Regions from separate parts of the Cricetulus griseus genome. Here region 2 is linked to region 1. A link is a contact called in public Hi-C data. All regions are on one chromosome and are shown on one strand. The core of a region is the stretch at or near the end of the contact, and the rest is flanking DNA. Distances in the headings are between cores, read along the strand shown.

What was found. Hi-C and Micro-C count contacts between places; a contact is called where the count stands out from the background.
Region 2: a contact with region 1 is called in a Hi-C map of fibroblasts, with 12 times the contacts expected there. The contact joins the promoter of Irx5 here to the promoter of Irx3 in region 1. A contact is called at or near these places in 4 of 8 Hi-C or Micro-C datasets (the CHK-Q cell line, the CHO-K1 cell line and fibroblasts).

The regions. Positions count from the first base shown.
Region 1 is chr3:167,480,252-167,484,414 of CriGri-PICRH-1.0, reverse strand. It overlaps Irx3 (iroquois-class homeodomain protein IRX-3), which reads left to right and starts at 2,267. Exons shown (of 5, transcript XM_035442583.1): 1 at 2,267-2,683; 2 at 2,821-3,804; 3 at 3,905-3,946; 4 at 4,134-4,163. The coding sequence starts at 2,414. LOC103160963 (a long non-coding RNA gene) reads right to left here and starts at 1,874. Exons shown (of 9, transcript XR_004769252.1): 1 at 1,069-1,874.
Region 2 is chr3:168,061,275-168,065,437 of CriGri-PICRH-1.0, reverse strand. Irx5 (iroquois-class homeodomain protein IRX-5) reads right to left here and starts at 2,177. Exons shown (of 3, transcript XM_027405595.2): 1 at 1,557-2,177; 2 at 75-480. The coding sequence starts at 1,802. It overlaps LOC118238499, which reads right to left. Exons shown (of 3, transcript XM_035441677.1): 2 at 3,778-4,163; 3 at 2,348-2,716. The coding sequence ends at 2,623.

The DNA of each region.
Region 1 (4,163 bases), core at 1,018-3,517:
ACCCCGATTCTGTACCCCTAAGACCCTTCCTGAACAGGTGAGCTTCCCTTGACAGATTTAACCAGAAACGGAATCAGGCTAGGGAAAAGCATTTGAAGGCCACAGCTGGCCTTGCAGTGCCTCCTCTGTCAGGCTCACCGAAAGCCAACCTCTGTAAGGCTCACCCCGCACCCGGCAAGGAGGGCCAGGAAGGAACAGAGAAGCCGCACAGAGAGAATTTAGGGAGATTCCAGATGCTGCCATTGAACTCTAAACCTTAGGCAGCTCCCCAAACTTCGGTCCGTGCTTCCCTACTAATTTTCTGAGTGGCACCTCCTGGAACCTTAGGCCCGTACAAAGGCCCATGGAATGTAACAGAGGTGGCACACGGACTCCACTTTTGACTGGAGTCCAGGGCCAGGGCGAAAGAAACCTTCATTTCCTGACTTAACTATTCATACCAGAGCCAATCAGCCCGGAACCCTCAGATCCCTCCACTGGGAATTCAGACTTGTTTCGTAGATCACCTGGAGACGCGGGAGTGGTGTTTCTACCTCTAAGTTGGGCTCCTCGCTCTACTAAAGAATCGCAGTCCGGGAGTTGTCTGGGCCGCAGGCCCGCAGCAGGCCTGGCCCGCGCGTGGGTCGTCGCCACAGTCTAAATCGCCACAGTCTAAATAGCCACAGCTATTCCGAGCATTTCAGTGTGGCTTTTCACTGCCCACCGTAATCCGTGAAGGTGGGCAATTGAACACTACATTTCAAGTTAGATTTAGTTATCCTACCATAAAACATTTAGATATCCTACCAGAAAACGAGTCTGGCTCCCCACCCCCCACATGCACACGCTCCTCGGCTCTAGGGGATTGTCACCAAAAGAAAACACTGGCCTTGGGCCCAGAGAACAGGAGAAGGGACAGTGAAATGAATGGTCGTAATCGACCAAAAACATCAACACAGAAACTTCTCGAAGTGCTCTCAGAAAGTTCCCAGAGCCTCCGCGGTGAGGCTCTCTCTGCTCCTCCCCCACCCCATAGCCAGGAGCTCCAACTCTGCTTGCTCCGCAAGACCACCTGGGCGCCAAACTCACTTTCTAATGAGAATTCTCACCGAGGTACCCCGGAGGTGTTAACGTGGTGAACTGTAGGGTTTCCCCGACACAGATTCGGTCTTTTAAAAGATCAGAGGGGCAGCTCTCCCTACTCCCAGGCTGCACGCTCAACTCTTTTAGCTGCCCTTTTTGCTGCCCGCTTAGGCTATTGGAAGCGTCCTAGGGACCAGAGCTGAGAACTGCAAAGGGAAACAGCATCGCACAGAAAAACCCGGGTGCCAGCCTGGAGCCGGGGTCCCGTCCCACCCCGGAACTACAGCTGCTGTGGGGGCTGAAAAGCGAGGAGTTGGAAGACCCGAGGGGAGAGGTGACCCTGTACTAACCCTCCACTCCTGGTCTGGGCTCTCCCCTCCCTGTGCCGGCAGGAGGGGGGCGGGAAAAGACTGCGTCCCGGCCCGGCCCGCCCCGCCCCTCCCGGCGCTCTGTATTCGCGAGGGAAGGCCGCCTCGCCCAGAAGGCTCCCGGGTGATTGGAGACTCCAGGAGGAGACGCGAGGAAAAGTCGAATAAGAGGGCGCAACGTCAGACTCGAGATTTGGGGAAGGGTGAGGGAGGGGGTGGAAGGGCGGGGACGGACACACAGACACTGACGCGGACACACACCCCCTGCACAGCATTCTAAGTGTCTACAACTTTAGGTCGTTTTAGCTCAGGACACAGAACAGAGACCAGGGAGAAGGAAGAGAGACTGAGAGAGGGAGAGAAAAAAAAGATTTAAAAGAGAGGAGTCAGACTAGGAAAAGTAAAGAGAGGTGAGCAAAAGCAACTGTGAGAAAGGGAAAGAGGAAAAAGAACCGCAGTTTCCAAGCGCCCGAGACTGCGAAGGAGCCTCGGGAGCGGAAGCGATCAGGGGGAGGGGTGGGGAGGACGCAGCGAGGGGAGGGGAGAGGAAAGGACAGGAGGGGAGTGTAAACTATAGGAGGGCGAAGGAAGCGAGGCGCGACACAGCTTCGGGAGAGGACAGAACTGAGCGCTGCGCGCAGAGCAGCTCTCCAGGCCTAGAGGAGGGAGAGCGGCGCAGAGAGGAGGGGCTTGAGGCCCCGTAGAAATGTCAATCAGAGCCCGGAGCCCAGGGAATCTCGGCCAATCTGTTCGGACCTGACCTGACTCCTCGCTGCCGCTGCCGCCGCCGCGCCGCCGCCGCCGCCGCCGCCGCCGCCGCCGCCGCCGCCGCCGCGGAGCAGATCAATAGGCGAACGCGGAGCGCAGCGCAGCGCGGCCCGAGCTCGGCCCAGCCCCCGATGCGCTCCGGAGCCAGCGTGCGGCTCTGAGCACGGCGGCCCCGGGGGCCGGGCCCCCTCAACGTAGGTGCCCCTCGGGCCACCATGTCCTTCCCCCAGCTCGGATACCAGTACATCCGCCCGCTCTACCCACCGGAGCGCCCGGGAGCCGCAGGAGGCGGCGGCGGCAGCGCGGGGGGCCGGAGCGGTCCGGGAGCCGGAGCCTCAGAGCTGGCAGCCTCGGGGTCTCTATCCAATGTGCTTTCGTCCGTGTACGGGGCACCCTACGCCGCGGCCGCAGCTGCAGCTGCTGCCGCGCAGGGTTACGGCGCCTTCCTGCCCTACGCTACGGAGCTGCCCATCTTCCCACAGCTGGTAAGAGCCGGAAAAAACCGGGAAAGAGGGGTTGGAGCTGGGGTGCAGGGGTCCCGGCGGGAGGGTGGAGACGGCGACGGCTGGAGCTCACTTGCGCTACCCCGCGCGTGTCCCTTTCCTTTTCCATGTGCGTATAGGGCGCTCAATATGAGCTGAAGGACAGCCCTGGGGTGCAGCACACAGCCACGGCCTCCGCGTTCCCGCACCCGCACCCCGCCTTCTACCCCTACGGCCAGTACCAGTTCGGGGACCCGTCCCGTCCCAAGAACGCCACCCGCGAAAGCACGAGCACGCTCAAGGCCTGGCTCAACGAGCACCGCAAAAACCCGTACCCCACCAAGGGCGAGAAGATCATGCTGGCCATCATCACCAAGATGACCCTCACCCAGGTGTCCACCTGGTTCGCCAACGCGCGCCGGCGCCTCAAGAAGGAAAATAAAATGACATGGGCACCCCGTAGTCGCACGGACGAGGAGGGCAATGCTTATGGGAGCGAGCGGGAGGAGGAAGACGAAGAGGAAGATGAGGAAGAGGGCAAACGCGAGCTGGAGATGGAGGAGGAGGAGCTCGCAGGGGAGGAGGAGGACACGGGGGGCGAGGGCCTGGCCGACGACGACGAGGATGAGGAGATCGATTTGGAAAACTTAGACAGCGCTGCAGCCGGGCCGGACCTGGCCCTGACTGGGGCAGCGCACAGGAACGGCGACTTCGGCCTAGGACCCATTTCGGACTGCAAAAATAGTGACTCTGACGACAGCTCTGAAGGCTTGGAGGAGCGACCACTGTCTGTCCTAAGTCTGGCCCCAGTGCCACCGCCTGTGGCCAGGGCTCCTCCATCTACACCCTCTTCACCCTCCGGCCTGGACTCCTGTGCTCCCGCACCAGCGCCCTCCTCCGCCCTGCAGAAGCCCAAGATCTGGTCACTGGCTGAAACGGCCACCAGCCCGGACAACCCTCGTCGCTCGCCTACTGGAGCCGGAGGTTCTCCTCCTGGGGCAGCCGTCGCGCCCCCGACGCTGCAGCTCTCGCCCGCGGCTGCCGCTGCAGCAGCGGCGGCACACAGACTCGTCTCGGCGCCGCTTGGCAAATTCCCCGCTTGGACCAACCGGCCTTTCCCAGGCCCGCCGCCCGGCCCGCGGCCGCACCCGCTGTCCATGTTGGGCTCGGCCCCACAGCACCTGCTGGGACTTCCCGGAGCCACGGGTCACCCGGCGGCTGCGGCCGCCGCCTATGCTCGGCCTACGGAGCCGGAGAGTGGAACAGGTGACTACAGAAGTGTGGGTCTCAGTGAGAGGGTGTTGGTGGGGCTCTCGCCTTGGCTAGAGGGAAAGAACAAGGGTTTGGGGCACATTCGATGTTTTCCTCTTCGCTCCCGCTCTAGTGCAGCGGCCCTAGAGGCCTGGACCCAGAGTTCTGAAGGCCTCTCTTTTCTTCCCCTTGTTTCCTACAGATCGCTGTAGTGCCTTGGAAATGGAGAAAA
Region 2 (4,163 bases), core at 928-3,427, 580 kb before region 1:
CCCGTGCGCGCCCCCTCCAGGCCCCCTTTGCCTTTAAAGTCCCACTCAACACACCCTTTCCCGTATCCACCAACCTGCTTCGGGGCCCTCGAGGTCGCCCTTGTCCTCGGGTTTCTGTGGCTCGTCCTCGTCATTCTTCTCCAGATCGATGTTCTCCTCCTCCTCCTCGTCCTCGCTGCGGTTCCGTGGCGTCCATGTCATCTTGTTCTCTTTCTTGAGGCGCCGTCGAGCGTTGGCGAACCAGGTGGACACCTGGGTGAGGGTCATCTTGGTGATGATGGCCAGCATGATCTTCTCGCCCTTGGTGGGGTACGGGTTCTTGCGGTGCTCGTTGAGCCAGGCCTTGAGCGTGGCTGTGGCGTCCCGAGTGGCGTTCTTCCGGTACGCGGGGTCCCCGTAAGGGTAGGAGCCCAGAGGCGCCGCGTAAGGGTGATACCCCAAGGAACCTGCCATACCGGGAGTGTGGTCGTAGGGAGAGCCCTGCGGGGGGGGGGGGGAGTAGGCAGAGATTAAGTGAGTGGTGGTGGTGGTTGGGGTGTGGGCTTCACTGCCACCTAAGGCTGAAACCTACTTTTCCTCTGTCCCTGGGTCTGCATGTCAGCGCGGCCCTCACTCAAGCTTCCCCTGAGGCAGACCGAGCTGGTTAATTCAAACACAAGTGACCCCTCCCCCTCCTCAGAAGGCAGTGGGTCCCCCAATTTCTAAATCTGGTCCTTCAGGACCCCTGAGGCTGTTCAGGGCTTGGCACACCACCTTGAAGGCCCTCATCTACTGAGAAACCCGGGGCTCAGATCTGGCCTCTGCAGCAGGGCCCACGGTTCACTTAGAGGCCTGAGCAACCTCGGCAGCGACTCAGAGCTCTACGCCAGGGCGGTCGCTTGTTGGGTGCAATAAGGGACGTCGGGCTCTTTCTTTAATCCTCGGAGAAACTCTAAGGACAAGCTGAGCTTTAGCCTGCACACCGACGGTCCAAAAATACTATCCCTAACCGAAGCGGTTGCGCTTTTCCAGAAAGCACACCCGGCCGAAAAAACCCGGATACACCGCAGCTCGCTGGACGTTTCAGAATTTAATACTTTCAAATCGGATTGCGAAGATAGGATTATGGATTTGCAACATTTTGGAGGATTAATTAAAGGCGAGGCCAAACACATTTACATAGATTTTGCTCGCTACCGCTGTTCAGAATTCGGCTTTGCTTCTTTTGAACTACTTTTCTAAAATAGCAAAACAAAAAGAAAAAAACGTAAAAAAAAAAATGCAGGTTGGCCCAGAGCTTTGAGCCAAATGTTGTTCTTTAATAGTCACCCCCAACCCCTCCCCAAACCCTTCCCTTCTTTAGCTAAGCAATCGCCGGGAGACGTGGTGGCTCTTGAGGGAGCTACTCCGGAGCCTGAGGCTTGGGCGAAGGCGAGCAAGACAATCGCTCAAGTTTGCAAGGGCCGCGAAGCTGGGCGGACGAGGTGGCGCCTAGGCCCGTGTCCCCCGCAGCCAGCCACGGTCTGCAGGCCTGGTCCCGGCTGCCCGCCCTCCCGCCGCGGATCCAGCTCACTCACCACGTACGAGAAGGCGGCGGCGGCTGCAGCCGCGGGGTCAGCGCCGTACTGGAGGTGCGAGTTGTAGCCCGGAGACGGAGCGGTGAAGGCAGTGGAGCCAGCGTAGGGCGAGAATGCGGAGCCCGAAGACGAGCGACCGAGCTCATCCGTGCGGGGCCCCGAAATGACGCTGGTGCTATATGCGGGGCACGAGTAGAGCGCCAGCGAGGCGGACGGCTGGTACAAGTAGCCCTGCGGGTAGGACATGGCCACACACGGGCATGGGGCGCGCCGCGCCGCGGCGGCCAGCGAGCCGGGCGGCGCCCTGCGAGGGCGAGCGAGCGGGCACCTGGCCTCTGGTTGCCCCGGGCCGCAGCTCTTCGAGCCCCTGCTCCCGGGCTCCGGCCCGCGGCGCCTCCTGGTTGGCTTCCCGCGCGCCTCCGGCTGCGACCGCCGCGCCCGCACCTCTGCGCGCCCCGCTTGCCCGGGCTAGGCTTTCTCTCCCCCCACCCCCCCTCGCTCTTTGCACCGGGGGGCTCTGCTTTTGGCTTTGCAAAGGTCCTGCCAAGATGCTAAGTTGGAAATTGAGGATTCTGACGCCTTGTGCGCGCGCGAAGCTCCTCCTTCCCGGGGTGTAGTCGGTGGGGGGACTGGCAGGAGCCTCTGGGCGGCCGCAGCCAACCCGGCCGCCAGGCGCGCCTCGCCCTCTCCCTGTTCCTCCCCGGCTCCTCTCCCGCTCACTGGCGCTCCCCTCGCCCCTCCCTAGCGCCCGCCTCTCCTCCGCCGCCCCCCTCTCCTCCTCTGCCCGACCTCCCCCTCCTCCCTCCCTGACTCTTCCTCTCCTCTCTTTCTCAGACTCTCGAGCGCCGGCCCCAGGATGACAATCACATCCCAAGCGCGCCGATCGCTTCCAACTTTGCTCTCCTCTGCTAACTCTGGGCGGAGCGGCAATCTCGACGCACGACCGGCCTCTGTCGTGTGTCGGGCCGCTCGGAAACACAAAGGGAAAGAAAGAGACACCGGGCTGCGCTTGGGTGAACGCTCAGCGCCCTTCTCGCCAGTGCAAATAGCGAAGTTGGCGGACGTCTTATTCTCCGGAAAACTGGCCTCGGAGGTGGTTCGTCACTTGCTCCACAGCGGCTTCTCCCTCCAGCCGAAGGTCTCTAGGTTGAGCCGGAGACCTGGAATTTAGGTCCCAGAAAGAGCCAATGGATGTCCGCGCCCAGGGCACACAGAGGCCGAGATGACCGCCTCTCTTTGCCAGCCGCAGCAGCAGGTGGGCGAGAGCCAGGCCTAGGCTGAAGGACCCTGGCTGGGCCTTCCTTCCACCAACCCCTGCCAGAAGGCTAGAGGAGGCTAGTGAGGAGACTTGGGGACTCTGGGTGGGGGTGTGGCTTTTCTTTGGACCAAGGAAGGCAGTGAGCAAGAAGTACGCGGCGGAGAAGCAGTTACACCCGAGTAGGTCCCCCAGGTCGCTCTCAGCCACATTGCCACCCCATGCAGCGTTGCTTGCTTCTCATGGCTGGCTATGGGCAGTTCGCCCCGCCAGGTTTGTGGTGACCGAGGGTGTGGGATCTCTTCCCTTTTGTTCCACTAAGTCTCCTTCCCTCTCGCTCGCACCCGCCCCCGTTGCACTGCAAACACTGGGCAGAACAGTGTCTAACCCAACCGCTGTTTGTTTAGCGAGGCCCTGGCCGGGCAAACACTCACCAATGAATCACAGACAGATCCCCCCCACCCCGCTCCCCCGCAACATCACCACCACAGGGCAATACAGTGAGAAGGCAAAACAGACCCTCACCCCTGGTCTCTACCTCCCACCGCCGCAAATTACAGACGCACTGGAGCTCAGGGACAGACAGGGGCGCTGGTGAACCAGGACCGCGGCCGGCATAGCGCACAACCCAAGCATTTTGTGGCCTTTCACAATCCAGCAACGCGCAGGCTGGAGCATAACTATGCACAAAGTTTCGCTCAATAATTTTGACCCTCGGGACGCACAATTTACTGAGCTGGGGCCACCGCACACACTAACCCCACCCTGACCACATTGGGACCAGCTCCGCGGCGCGCTTTCACGCACGCGCGCAGGCTGCCCCTTGCCTGGCAGTCCAGCTACAGGTTCCGCCCCCAAGAGGTTGGACCCCTGCGGACTACATTCTCCGAGAACCTCTCGGCCCACCCCACCGGTCCCTTACACAGCCCTCGTCTCTGATTGGGCGCCGGCCTCCACTAGCCCCACCTCTGGATGATGCAGCCGCTTCCTTCGGAGTCCCAGCGCTGAGGGGGCGTGGCTGGGCGTGGCTTCGGCTGCGTATTGTCATGGAGACCAGAAGCCGTCCGCCGCTGAGGCGGGCGGCTGTGAGCCAGGCGGAGCGGCGCGCCGGGCCGGAGCCCCGGGGAGCGCGCGACGGCCTGAGGCTGCCTCTCGGGCTGACCGTTCCGGGTTCCGGGTAGGTTCGGGTGTCTGCAGGGAGCGTCTCCGCCCCGACGCGAGGGTCCCCGCCTCCTGCAACCGCACCGCCCCCGGCTCCGCCCGCTCAGCCCAGCTAACGGTCGGAGCGGCCTGCCACGAGGGAGCGTCCGCGGCCCGCGCAGAGCGGCGCACCAAGCGGGTGTCTTGGACAC